2 separate regions of the Mus musculus genome follow, and region 2 is linked to region 1. A link is a contact called in public promoter capture Hi-C data. All regions are on one chromosome and are shown on one strand. Each heading gives the region's core, a stretch centred on a gene start, on an enhancer-like site or on the middle of the called end of the contact. The rest is flanking DNA. Distances are from core to core; before and after follow the strand shown.

Region 1 (2,804 bases), core at 41-2,540:
ACAACACAGGCAACTAAAGGAGACCATTTCACGCTCCTAAGTCAGCCCCCAGCAGCTGGTGTCACTCCTAAGTTACCGTTGTTATCCTCAGCCGCCCCTCTTCCCATTTTGTGAGTGGACTCTACTGAGCAAAGAACACACGTCAGTGATTCCTTCCAGATTTAGAAACAACACGATTTTGTTATTTTTAAAGTTGTCTTTTAAAAAATCCGCGCGCGCACGTACTCACACTTCTAAGGGCGTGGAGGGGGCTGGGTTGGAAATGTGCGTGCTGGATAGAGAGCAGCTAGGCCGGTTGCTTCCCAGAGCGCGCACGGTCCCCTAAGGGGCGGTCCCTTGGGCTCTCCAACCCGGAGCGAACTGTGACTCCAGGACCCCTGAGCACCAGAGGCCTGGGACCCCGCTGGCCCGCGTTCCCTCCTGTCTCTCGGGTCAGGGGCACCGCTGCGGGGTCACCCGGCTCAGGAGAGAGCAGGAGGGGCGGAGAAGCCGAGCAGGTGGAGATTAGGTCAGCCTCAGAACATTCTTGGACCGCTCCAGTGAATATAAATAACAGACCCACAAGCTCTGAAATCCCGAGAGGCTGGGGGTGGAGCAGTGAAGAAGGGATCTATTTAGGGTGGGGTGGCATCGAGACGATTCGGAAAAAGTCTACATTGAACTAGGAGGTGAGACCAAGGGATTTAAAGATATGTTGAGATAGAAAATCTGAAACCGTGAACACGGAGGGGGAGGAGTTCGTGTTTTTTTGTCCCACTCCCACCGCGTGTTTGTCTCAGGTCTCGGAATGCGCGCTAAAGCTGCAAGCAGAGCTGCTCTAGGTAGGCATGGCTTTTCTAGTCTCGCTTCGGCCGGACTAGAGATCTTGGGCAGATAACCGCTGAAGGTATCTCTAACCCTCATTCAAGGTTACAAGGAGTGGGTGGTTATGAATCTGTCTCCCTGTAGCTAACCTCTAACTTTCTAGGTGCTCTCAGCAAAGAATGCCCCCTCAGTTTTGTCCCCGAATTCCACCCTAATGATTAGTGTGCAAGTTCCCGCTCATTCCCACCGGCCTCCTAGTCTCTGGAAAGGTCGGAGAGCGACAAAGCTCACAGCTCTCTGGTAGCCTCGCTGCACCTCCTTAGACTATTGGCTCCAGCTTTCTCTGCACCCGGGGAGCAGATCCTATGGCTCGCATCCCGAGCCACCTGGCGCAGGGATGCCTGCAGTCCCCGCTGCGGGGATGCTGTCGGTGGGGTTGGGGCGGCGGCTCCGCGGAGAGGGCGGGCCCGGGGGGCCGGGCTTCCCGGGGGAGGGCCCGAAGCGCTCCAGGAGGCGGTGGCCCGGACCCGGGAGTGGTAGGACTCCGAACTGAGCGTGGCCAGATCCCCCTAACCCACCGAGGGCCCCTGAGAGGACACGGTGAGTGCTTTGGAGGGGGAGCTGGGGGGCACGGCGGCGGCATGGTGGCTCTAGCTTGCTCTTTGGTCCTTCGACTCCTGAAGTTGGCAATGGGACGGACTCCCGCGCCGGAGACCCCGGCCATTGGCTGCCACTGAGCGCAAGGCCATCTCATCTCCTACGCTAATTAGGCGTTTCTTCAGGCCAGCCAGGGGAAATGGGGCGTCCAGCTGGAGGAGCAAATCATCTCTCAGGGTGCCTAGAGGGTCCCCAACTGCTCTCCTTGCGCCCGTTCTGAAGTCCTAGAAGGGGCCTCTGTAAAAAGCCCGCCCCCCGCCCCTTCGCGCCACTATCTGTATGGCTAACCCTAGTAGGCAGCGCCCCTTCCCCGCTGCAGTAACCAGCTGGCCCCACCTCCCCACCGAGACCAAGTTCAACAAGTTTGTCCAAGAAGTCCTAGAGCCTCCATGTCTAGGCCTGGCTATGCCTATCCTGTGGCTGGCTCCACCGGCTTGGAGTTGTTCAACACCGAGCCTTCTGGGATCCGGAGGTGGTTTGTCGGGTGGCGCTGTCTATAAGGGTGGAGGCCAAAGACCGGCAGCCCCTGAGTTCTGTGATTTGGTGTGGAGGTTAGGAGTGCGTCATCAGCGAGCAGGCACCTCAGCCGGCAGGTCGGGTTTCCAAAAGTGCCCCTTTGTTATGCCCCTCCCTGGCTCTGCCTCCTCCCCCTTTCTTTGAGCCACCCCCTCCCCCATCCTTCCAAAAGACTGTGCCAGTCTCTTGATTTTAAGCGCCCCTCTCTGGTTCAGCAGCCAGACCCTCCTGCACCTCTAAATCCAAGTCTACAGGCTGACTGGGAGAGGCTGCTGGGGAAGCCCTTGGGCGCAGCCTGTGACTCAGGACACAGGACTGGGCTGGGCAGGATAGCTTTGCTCTCTTCCAGGCCTGTGTCCCCAGCTACTGGAAAAGGGTGGGGGCTGGCTTATGTGTAAGAAAGGAACAAGGCAGAAACCTTTGGAGCTCAGGTGGGGAGAGTGGGCTCTGTCCTGAAGCCCAGAACTCCCAGTTCAGCACTAGCGGCTGGGAAGAGACCCTGCCAGTGTCCCAGAAGCCTTCTGACAGGCTAAGTGGAGAGCCTGGGCTGGAAAGATTTTAACTACCTGTTCTTGCTCTCTGACCTCTTGCTGTGGTAGGATGTGTTCACTCAGATGTGGGTCTCTGCTAATGTCAGGAGGCACAAGATGCCAATCCTCCTCAACAGGGCCCAAGGTGCCAGGTCCACCCCAAGAGCTCGATGAAGCCGGGGTGCCGGGCCTGCCTGTGCCTGGGGCTCCAGCTAGTGTTTGCTCTGTGAGGCCTGAGGGAGCTGTGCCAGCACTGCACACACAGCCTGCTCTGTTCTGGGGCCAGGGAGAAGGAAC
Region 2 (2,700 bases), core at 39-2,538, 1.1 Mb after region 1:
TGTGTGTGTGTGTGTGTGTGTGTGTCTGTGTGTGTGTGTGTGTGTGTGTGTGTGTGTGTGTCTGCCCACCTGAGGACCTGGGAGCTAGAGACCCCTTCAATAGATGACAACTTGGCGCCAGAGCCCAGCTGGGGCCTGGCTGGAGCAAGGGTCCCAGGAGAGAGAAAGGCGCCTGCTCCTGATGGGGAAACAATGAGGTATGTCTCAGCTTCTACATTCTGGAGCAGTGACACCCTTCTCTTCTTCGTCACTCTCTCTCTCTCTCTCTCTCTCTCTCTCTGTGTGTGTGTGTGTGTGTGTGTGTGTGTGTGTGTGTGTGTGTGTGTATGTGTGTATGTGTGTGAAAAGGTGAAGAGAGGACAGTCACCGGTTCAACACATCATGCCTTACATCTCTGAAATTCATTCACCTGGTCTAACATCAGATGGAGGGGTGGGTCAAAGAGGAGCTCAGTTCGGTGTCCTGAGTCTTTACACAGTGGGGACCCCCCAACAGTATCCCTGGATATCCACAGGCAGATTCCCCTCCCTCAAGCAAATTGGGTTTCACTGGTTGAGGCCAATCCTTCTGCACCTGTCCTGAGATACAACTGACCAGGGAGCTGCCCAAATTCAGAAGACCCTGTCCAAGATCGCCTAGCAATCTGACCCATCTGGCCAAGCTAGCTGGGAGAGGGGTTCACGACTCTTCTTAAAGGACCAAGGGTTTTGAATTGGGGCCTCTGGGCCCCCAACCCCTTAGCCTACTTCCACCTTGGGTTAGATACCTTGAACGCGGCAGGATAAAGTCTGGGCGGATTGCTGCACCGGGAATTCCATCCAAACCCCAGACCCACTCCCGCCAAGGTGGAGGGGAAAGGCGACCTCCCAGGTTCCTGCCCCAGATCCACCTCAATCACCCCACCCCATGACACGGAATGGCAGAAGGAGCTGCGGGGGGCCACGCGGTGGCCACCAACCTGGACTGGAGGTTGTGGGGGCTGGGGGCTCGGCCGGGAAAGGACGCCGCCCTCAGGGTCTCCAAGGATCCCGAGGTTCCGGGCCTCGATCCTTACCTGAAATTGGGAGGCGACGCGATGTGCAGTCCCAGGAATGGGGAAGCGGCCGGTGGGGACGCGGCGCCCCCGCCCAGGCCGCTCTCTCGCTCCGCCATTCCGGGGTGCAGCCCTGGCCATCCGGGCGGAGAGCGGCGCGGGAGGCGGCGGCGGCGGCGGCGGCGGCAGCAGCGGAGGCGCGTGGAGGAGGCCGCCGCCGCCGCGGGGTTCGGACTGAGCTGGGGCGGGCGCGGCTCCGGACAGCGCGCCGCTTCGCCTGCGGCCCCCGCGAGAGCGCCCCGCGCGCGCCCCCGGGCCGGCTGGGGTCTTGTGGCCCCGCCCCCGCCCCGCCCCGCCCCGGCGCTCTCCGAAGTGCTGACGCTTCGATCCCGTGGCCCTGGGTCCCCTCGGCCTCCCTACACATCCCAGGGACATTCCAAGCACTGGCAAAGCTTTGCTCTCCTCAGAGCTGGACCTAGATCGAGGGCATCAGCGGATGGCAAGATCCTGCTCCCCAAGTCCGTCTTTGGCCTTCCACAGCAACTGGGGTAGGAAAAGGGTTACAGAAGATGGCTGAGAAAGGAGAGATGGTGGTGGAGTGGGGTCCAAGAGCAGTCAGCTATGGGGCCAGGTGACCTAAGACCACAGCTTGGTTCCACAAGTGAACAGGCAGTGGAGAATTGCATTAGTGACCTCATAGTTCCAAGGCTTGTCTTTCCCATGTGTGAAATGGAATATGAGCCCTCCATGAGCATGGGGAGGAAGAAAAACGATAGAAATACTTGTCCCTGGGAGCTGGGAACACCCACCTGTGCACTGGGATCACCTCCCGCAGAAATCTCTGAAGGCCACCTCTATCAAGACCCACCCTTTAGTTTTGTTTTGATTTTTGAGACAGGGTTTCTCTGTATAGCCCTGGAACTCACTCTGTAGACCAGGCTGGCCTCGAACTCAGAAATCCGCCTGCCTCTGCCTCCCAAGTGCTGGGATTAAAGGCGTGCGCCACCATGCCCGGCCTAAAAATGTGTAGCCCAAGCTGGCCTCCAACTCGTGATCCTCCTGCCTCTGCCTCCTTCAGCAAAGACCCCCTTGAGCCCTGACCACCCCTGATAACCTGAGTGATGCTTTTGGTTTCTTAGCCCTGTGAAGCCTCTGTATGCCAGGACTACCCCATCACTTGTTTTTCTTTCATTTCCAGTTTGTCCTGGAAGTTACCATGTAGCCTCAGCTGACTAAGAACTGATGACAATCTTCTTGAGTCTCCTGCTAAACTGGGGGATTAGTGTGAACTCCTGTGCCCAGTTCTCAGCACCTGTCTTCCCACTGCGTTTTCTATCTAGCACCCCTTTTGCACTCACACAGTCCTGAACTGGCTTCTCCTACCCTAAGGCCTAGGACCTTCCTCATCCCCAGGGCCGGATTCTTGAGAGCTTTGTGGTTGCTTCTGTTCCTTGCACCCACTCTGGGTCTAGCTGTGCTTTCTTCCTGGTTCTCTATTGGGTTTTCTCACACAACACCGTTTACCAAGACTCGAGTCCCCGTTTTTGGTGGCTCAGAGAGCCTCCCTGCCAGGTCACCTCTGGCCACAGACCCTGCCCTTCACATAAATGGAGCAGGACAGACCAATGTTCTACAGTCTGTGCAAACTTGATTGCCTCCTTCCCCTT

The links. Promoter capture Hi-C pulls out the DNA fragments that hold promoters and counts their contacts.
Region 2: a contact with region 1 is called in a promoter capture Hi-C map of liver, with 4 times the contacts expected there. The contact joins the promoter of Mapk8ip1 here to the promoter of Pacsin3 in region 1. A contact is called at or near these places in 2 of 39 promoter capture datasets (embryonic stem cells and liver) and 2 of 9 other capture datasets (adipose tissue and liver).

Annotation. Positions count from the first base shown.
Region 1 is chr2:91,255,523-91,258,326 of GRCm38.p6, forward strand. It overlaps Pacsin3 (protein kinase C and casein kinase substrate in neurons 3), which reads left to right and starts at 1,291. Exons shown (of 11, transcript NM_001289678.1): 1 at 1,291-1,404.
Region 2 is chr2:92,399,975-92,402,674 of GRCm38.p6, forward strand. It overlaps Mapk8ip1 (mitogen-activated protein kinase 8 interacting protein 1), which reads right to left and starts at 1,289. Exons shown (of 12, transcript NM_011162.5): 1 at 1,055-1,289. The coding sequence starts at 1,152.